2 separate regions of the Macaca mulatta genome follow, and region 1 is linked to region 2. Evidence: chromatin contacts called from public Hi-C data. All regions are on one chromosome and are shown on one strand. Each heading gives the region's core, a stretch centred on a gene start, on an enhancer-like site or on the middle of the called end of the contact. The rest is flanking DNA. Distances are from core to core; before and after follow the strand shown.

The links. A called contact is a pair of places that touch in the nucleus more often than the background predicts.
Region 1: a Hi-C map of cortical neurons shows a contact between it and region 2, with 7 times the contacts expected there. The contact joins the promoter of PSMA2 here to the promoter of STK17A in region 2.

The regions. Positions count from the first base shown.
Region 1 is chr3:85,453,172-85,456,325 of T2T-MMU8v2.0, forward strand. It overlaps PSMA2 (proteasome 20S subunit alpha 2), which reads left to right and starts at 1,815. Exons shown (of 8, transcript NM_001266881.1): 1 at 1,815-1,883. The coding sequence starts at 1,843. MRPL32 (mitochondrial ribosomal protein L32) reads right to left here and starts at 1,632. Exons shown (of 3, transcript XM_001097622.5): 1 at 1,485-1,632. The coding sequence starts at 1,614.
Region 2 is chr3:84,775,451-84,778,499 of T2T-MMU8v2.0, forward strand. STK17A (serine/threonine kinase 17a) reads right to left here and starts at 1,269. Exons shown (of 7, transcript XM_001095883.5): 1 at 930-1,269. The coding sequence starts at 1,135.

The sequences.
Region 1 (3,154 bases), core at 565-3,064, 680 kb after region 2:
AGTGCTGAGATTACAGGTGTGAGCCACCGCGCCCCGCCGCCATACTTCTTTTGATTTTAAGAACTCTTAAGAATGCACACAGCTCTCTAACACCTAACAATTGGCATTTATTTTCAGTATGTCCACAAGTATTGCCAAGCATGCCCCAGTGATTAACAACACAGGCTCCGGACTGTGAACTTGGGACCATTGTGAGCCTACTGCTTCAGTTGGAAAGTGTATACACCTAATACGACTGTTGTCAAGATTATCCCAGGAAGTACATGTAGAAAGCTTGGCACATTGCTTGGCATATAGTGGCATATATTTTCTTGGTATATTTCTGGATATTATCACTTTCAGGCTGCTTAGAAATTGAGTAGAATGTAAATGCCAAAGCAATGACAGTTTCAACATCCAAGATACTTCCAATTAAGATTAATTCCAAGTGAAATATGGGAAACAGAATTCATCTCCTCAGAGCTCAAACACCACAGAAAACATGTACTGTGCGGGAGGGAGGGAGGAAAGGAGGGAAGAGGGGAGGGGAGGGAAGGGAAGAGTACAGGGGGAGAGGGGAAGGGGAGGTGAGGTGAAGACAGGGCTGGAAAGGAAAGACAGATCCAGAGAGTGGTGAGCCTTGATGCCAAGTGAGACCTGCAGAACTGTCCTCGGAGGACAACTCTGTACAAATCCCTGAACTCAACAGACTTGACCAAACTCTAGCATAGTTTCTAGCAGCATAAGACTGTATCCTAGGATGACCTCGGCCCTCCTTTAAAGTGACTGCCTGAGAAAGCTCAACGCTGCCTGGAAAATTTCCTATTTATTTTAGCCAACATACTCCTGATAGTAGGTCCCTGAACTCCCTTAGAGCATTTCCTGGAAAGGGCACATAATTGTAAATACGTATCCCTTGCAACTAACTCGGAAGCGTTTCTCTCAAGGCCCTGAGAGCCATTCCTTCGATATCTAATCATTAGGAAGGATAGGGCCTTTGTCTCCCACTATCTGCGGGAGGACAGAATCCTACCTAAGATAACTGCGAGCTAGCAGACACGGCCGGCTAATCACATTTGCACTGACTTCACTGTACTACACTTCTCTGACTCTACAGAGCCCCTACACTCCCGCCTCGCTCATTCTCCCTTTAAAACGCCCAAGTCACCTCTGCACGAACCGGGATGGCGCTCAGCTCTTTATCTGCAGTAGTTACTGAATAAAATCCGTTTTCAGCACTTTAATTACTGGCTGGCTATGATTTATCTTTGACACAAGGTTACATCCTGTGTACGAATGGAGCAAGCAGAAGTTTTTTTTGTTTTTTGTTTTTGCGGTGGAGGGAGCGCAAAAACAGTCATGTTCTCGCTAATATGTGAATGTCACGAACTACGTCCCGGACGTGCGGCCGCGGATGAGAACCCGGGAGAGGGTTAAGAGTGTAAGCTGCGTCTGCGACGCTGCCCGAGGTCCCGTCATCAGTCCCCTCTCCCTTCTTTACCTACCCCACGGAGGACTGGGAAAGCCCGGCCGGTTCTGCGGAAACTTCCGCAGCAGTCGCTCCCAGTAGTTTCGAAGCAGGCCCCGGGCCGCAGGCCACGGCGGAACCACTAAGACCAGCATGGCCAGCGCCATTTTCCCTGCTGGAAGACCGCCCCGGTCCCGCCCCTGCTTTCAGCATGCGCACAGGCACAGAATCGGGCAAGCCTCCCTTTCTAGAACTACAACACCCCGCATGCTCTTGGAGCAGCTCTGACTCTCCTCCAATCATAGAGAGAAAAGGAAGGGCGAGGGGCGGGGAAATGAAAGAAAATCGGCCACAGTGCGCATGTATGCGGATGTGCTTTGGCTCTTCGGGTAAAGATGGCGGAGCGCGGGTACAGCTTTTCGCTGACTACATTCAGGTATGGAAGGGGCCCTCGAGGTCCTCAGCGTAGTCGAGGTTGCAGGAGCTCTGTCGACTTAGTTTTTCCCATCCTGACGTCGGGATTGGTGCTTCTGGAGGGTCCAGTAGAGAATGGAGGTGGAAATGCGGCTTTGCAAAGTCATTTGCCAGGCCGGCTCGGGATTCCTGGAGCTTCCTTGGTCGGAGGCTGCTGGAGGATCGGGGGGCTGCGGGACGGTGAGGCACATAGCCAAGGATTCGCTTTCACTTTGGAGACTAGAAAAGAAGGCAGTTTTAGCTCAACCATCTTTGGGTGGCCCGTTCCGAACCCAGGATTTTTTTTCCTGGCTCAAGTGGACCTGATGCGGTGGTTTCTGAAACTCGGAATCATGGTCAAATATGTGGGATCCCCTTTTCTTGGAAAACTCTCAGCTTTACGGTTAAGTCGAAGTCTTGGTCTCCGTTTGGCACTAGTGTCTTTCAAAACCTCCCGCTTTCGATTTCTTCGATGCATGAATTAGAAACATAAGGAGTAAAAACCGAAAGCGCCTATCACTTTTTTTGTGAACCCTTAACAACGAGGCAACAGTTTGAGTTTTGGCCTTTTTTTTTGGTGTGTGGAGGGGGAACGCAGAGGGGGATGTTTACTTTAAACAAGTTTGTAGGCTTTTCTATTGTAGAACAGGGGATTAGAATAGTAAGTTTACTTTCCAAAATAGTTGAGGCGAACCGTGGCTCCCAATGTGAGGAAGTCATCAACGAAGACTTTTAAAAATTGACTGGGGAAGTTTTCTGACTTACCCATTTTCTTAAGGATCAGTAATGCCCAGTTTACTTCAAATGTAGTCCTGACAACTGAAGGCAGGCGGGATTTAACTTGTTGAGTACTTTCTGTGTAGGTGCAACTTAACCGTAACCTGCTCCATCTCTTTCCACTGCTATGATGAATGTTATCTCAGCTTCTTACAGATGAACTAACCACAGCTTGTACAAATTAAATAACTTGTCTGAGGTCATCGGTTAGTAGCTGAGTTGACATTCAAACTGGATTTTTTTCTGATAACAAAAATTAATACACTTTCTATTACATAATGTCTTAAATTCCAAAAGTACCTTTCTCTTGGCAGTTTTCAGTAAGCAGTGAGTGTACGTAATAGTTTTTTTTTGTAACCTTTGAACAAGATTAATTATGCAATAAAAAGTGTCATATTACATATGACAGAAGAGTGTGTGCAGGATGTATTCACTGTTCATATTTGTGAAGAAAACAAATGTGGTCCTCTTTTTAGA
Region 2 (3,049 bases), core at 19-2,518:
TGAGGCTGGGGAGTCTAACCCCTCCAGAGGAAAACACAGCAACCAGGGCACGAATATGAACTCAAGTCTGCCCCCAAAGCCAGAGAATTTAACAACTTCCCCAAGCTGTTCTCAAGGAAGAGTCCCCAAATCCCACAAAAATCACTCGATCACCCCTCTTCAGCATGCAAAATGTAAAGCATCCGAATAGCCTGCACTTGCAACTTCGGAGACAAGCTCTCCCTATTCCCACAAAAAAAAACGGTGGGCTAGGGTAGGGTGAGGGGAGAAGGGAAGAATCGGTTCCCAGCAAAGTAAAAAGAGCGAGAAAAGGGCCAAGCGCCTACGAAAGAAACCAATCTAACTCGAGGCAAAGGGACCTAAATATTTTAGAACTAAAAAGGCACAAAACCAACCAAGAAAACGAAAATGAATTCAGCAGAAGACCGACACAAGGTAACAGAGCACCGGTGCAAAGGAAGCTGTCACAACGGATGCTGTATTTTATTAAAACCACACAGAGAGACCAAGAAAGTCGCAAGAGTTGAAGGAAAAAAGCAAAGCCGGCTCCACAGACCTCTGGTTTTCAGACCCGCTGCTCGGGGTGAAAAGCAGAGCGCGGTCCGCACCTTCTCTCGTTAAATCGCCATTCGAAACGCCACAGAGAACCAAAGGGCTGAGGAGAGGAAAGTGTCCGCGCCTCCGGGACCGCCATCGAGTTACCATCACTCGCTCGCTGGGCGCGGCGCGTGGTGGGGGTGGGGAGGCGCTGGTGCGACTCGGCTGCCCTACTCGCCGTCAGCACCCAAGTTCGTGCCAAGTCACAAAGCGCGTTATCGGCAGCAGCAACGCCACCTCAGGCTCGCCGCCGGGGCCCCGGCGCTTATCGGCGCCAGCGTCCCGCCCCGCGCGTCCGGAAAGGTTCCGCGCCGGGCCCCGCCCGTCCTCACCTGCCCAGCTCCCGGCCCGGGCACAGGCTGTAGCTGTCCTGGAAGGGCTCGGTGCGCACCGCGGCGCGGATCTCTGTCAGCAGCCCGCGGGCCTGTGGCGGCGGCGGCGGCCGGCACGGCACGCTCAGACCCCGGCCGGCCCGGCCCGAGCCTGAGGTGGCGGCTGGGGAGGAGCTGCCGCTGCCCGGCTTCTCCAGAGGGATCATGGTGTTCAGGCCCGCTTCTTTCCTGGCCGCCTGTTCGCTCTGAGAAGCCGGAGGGTCACGGACCCGCCCCCGGCTCCTAGTGCCGGTCCGCGGAGCCTTCAAACACCCGCTCTCCCCAGCGCGGCGCTCGGACTGCGGCAGGCAGGCTACCGGCAGCTCGGCCCCGCCCATGGCCCCGCGCCTGGCCCCGCCCCGTGACCATCCCGCGCCTGCCCTGCGCCCTGCTTTTGGCCCCGGCCAACCCCACCCCACGTCCGCCCCGCACCTAACCCCGCCCCTCCCCGTCCAAGCCTCACTCCGTGGCTGCCCCGCCCCCTCGCTGAGCTCCTGCGGGGTCCTGAGCGCCCGATGCCTCACGCGCGCCCTCTGCAGCTCGGGGGGAGAAGGTGCAGCTTTCAGGACGGCCCGGAGGCTGGAGGCGACTCACAGCACCACCCTTTGGCCAGGACTGCCTACTGCGTTAGCAGAGTTGTGCACCTGTTGAGCATCTGAGTCACAAAAGCTGACCTTCGGTTAATAAAAGGCATTTGAGCTGTAAGCGGGACTTCACGTGGTGGGAAGGGGTGATGAGACCCTGATCTCCGTACACTGGGGGAGGGGTCTGGAGGCAGGAGTTGTATAAATATTATTAACCCTGCACGCCAGCCCTTTGAAATAGACACTATTATATCGTCTGTAGTCGTCCCTATATTTACTTTAGAGGTCTTCTCATCCAGTCTTACGACTTTAATTACCATCTATATGCTCATGACTACAGAATTTGTATCTCTAGCTTTCAAATATTTCCTGAACTTCAGAATGGTGTATTCAACTATGCATTTGGCATCTCCACTTAGATGTCAAATTAGCATCTCAGGCTTAACATACACAAAAGTGAGTTCCTGATTGGTCTTCATGAATGCACTCCTACCCAGCTTTCCCCGTCTCAGTTTTCTTCATCTCCTTCCTTCTAACTCTTCAGGCCAAAAATCTTGGGATGAGCATTGACTCCTCTCTCATGCCCATCTGCAGTTTGTCAATGCGGCATTTGATCATTTCTCTCTATTTCCACCTTACCACCATGGCCTGAGCCACCGTTATCTCTTATCTGGATTACTGTGATAGTTTACTAACTGGACCACCTGCTTCCATCCTTCTTCCTCCCTAATGCCGCATAGTTCATTTTCAAGGCAATGAGAGTGATCTTTTAAAAATCGAAACCAGGCCGGGCGCGGTGGCTCACGCCTGTAATCCCACCACTTAGGGAGGCCAAGGCAGGCGGATCATGAGGTCAGGAGATCGAGACCACCCTGGTTAACACGGTGAAACCCCGTCTCTACTAAAAATACAAAAAATTAGCCGGGCGTGATGGCGGGCGCCTGTAGTCCCAGCTACTCGGGAGGCTGAGGCGGGAGAATGGCGTGAACCCGGGAAGCGGAGCTTGCAGTGAGCCGAGATGGCGCCACTGCACTCCAGCCTGGGCAACAGAGCGAGACTCCGTCTCAAAAAAAAAAAAAAAAAAAAAAAATCGAAACCAAATCGTGCCACTGCTCTGCTCAAACTGTCTCGGAGTTTTGCTTCTGGCACTGATAATATTAGTTTATTTGTGATCAACATTCTCACTAAGAAAAAACAGAAAAGTTGGCAAAAGTTAAAAAATTCCTCTCCCAGCAAAGACTTGGATGACTGAAATCCTGGAAAGATAGGCAGCTCAGAAAGCTGCCACTTTTCCCATGAGGTATTCGATGATTTTAAAGCAATGGCTGGAAGAGTGAGAAAGTAAGCAGAGCTTTCAGCCATCTCATGGGGTTGGGGAGAAAAAAAAATGGAGTTTAGGGCCTATTTAGGATGAGGGGCTGGTAAGCAACTAGGCTTTCAGCTGGGACTCCGAAGGGCTATACCCTAGGGGCCTGGATGAAAGGGAAGTAGACCCAA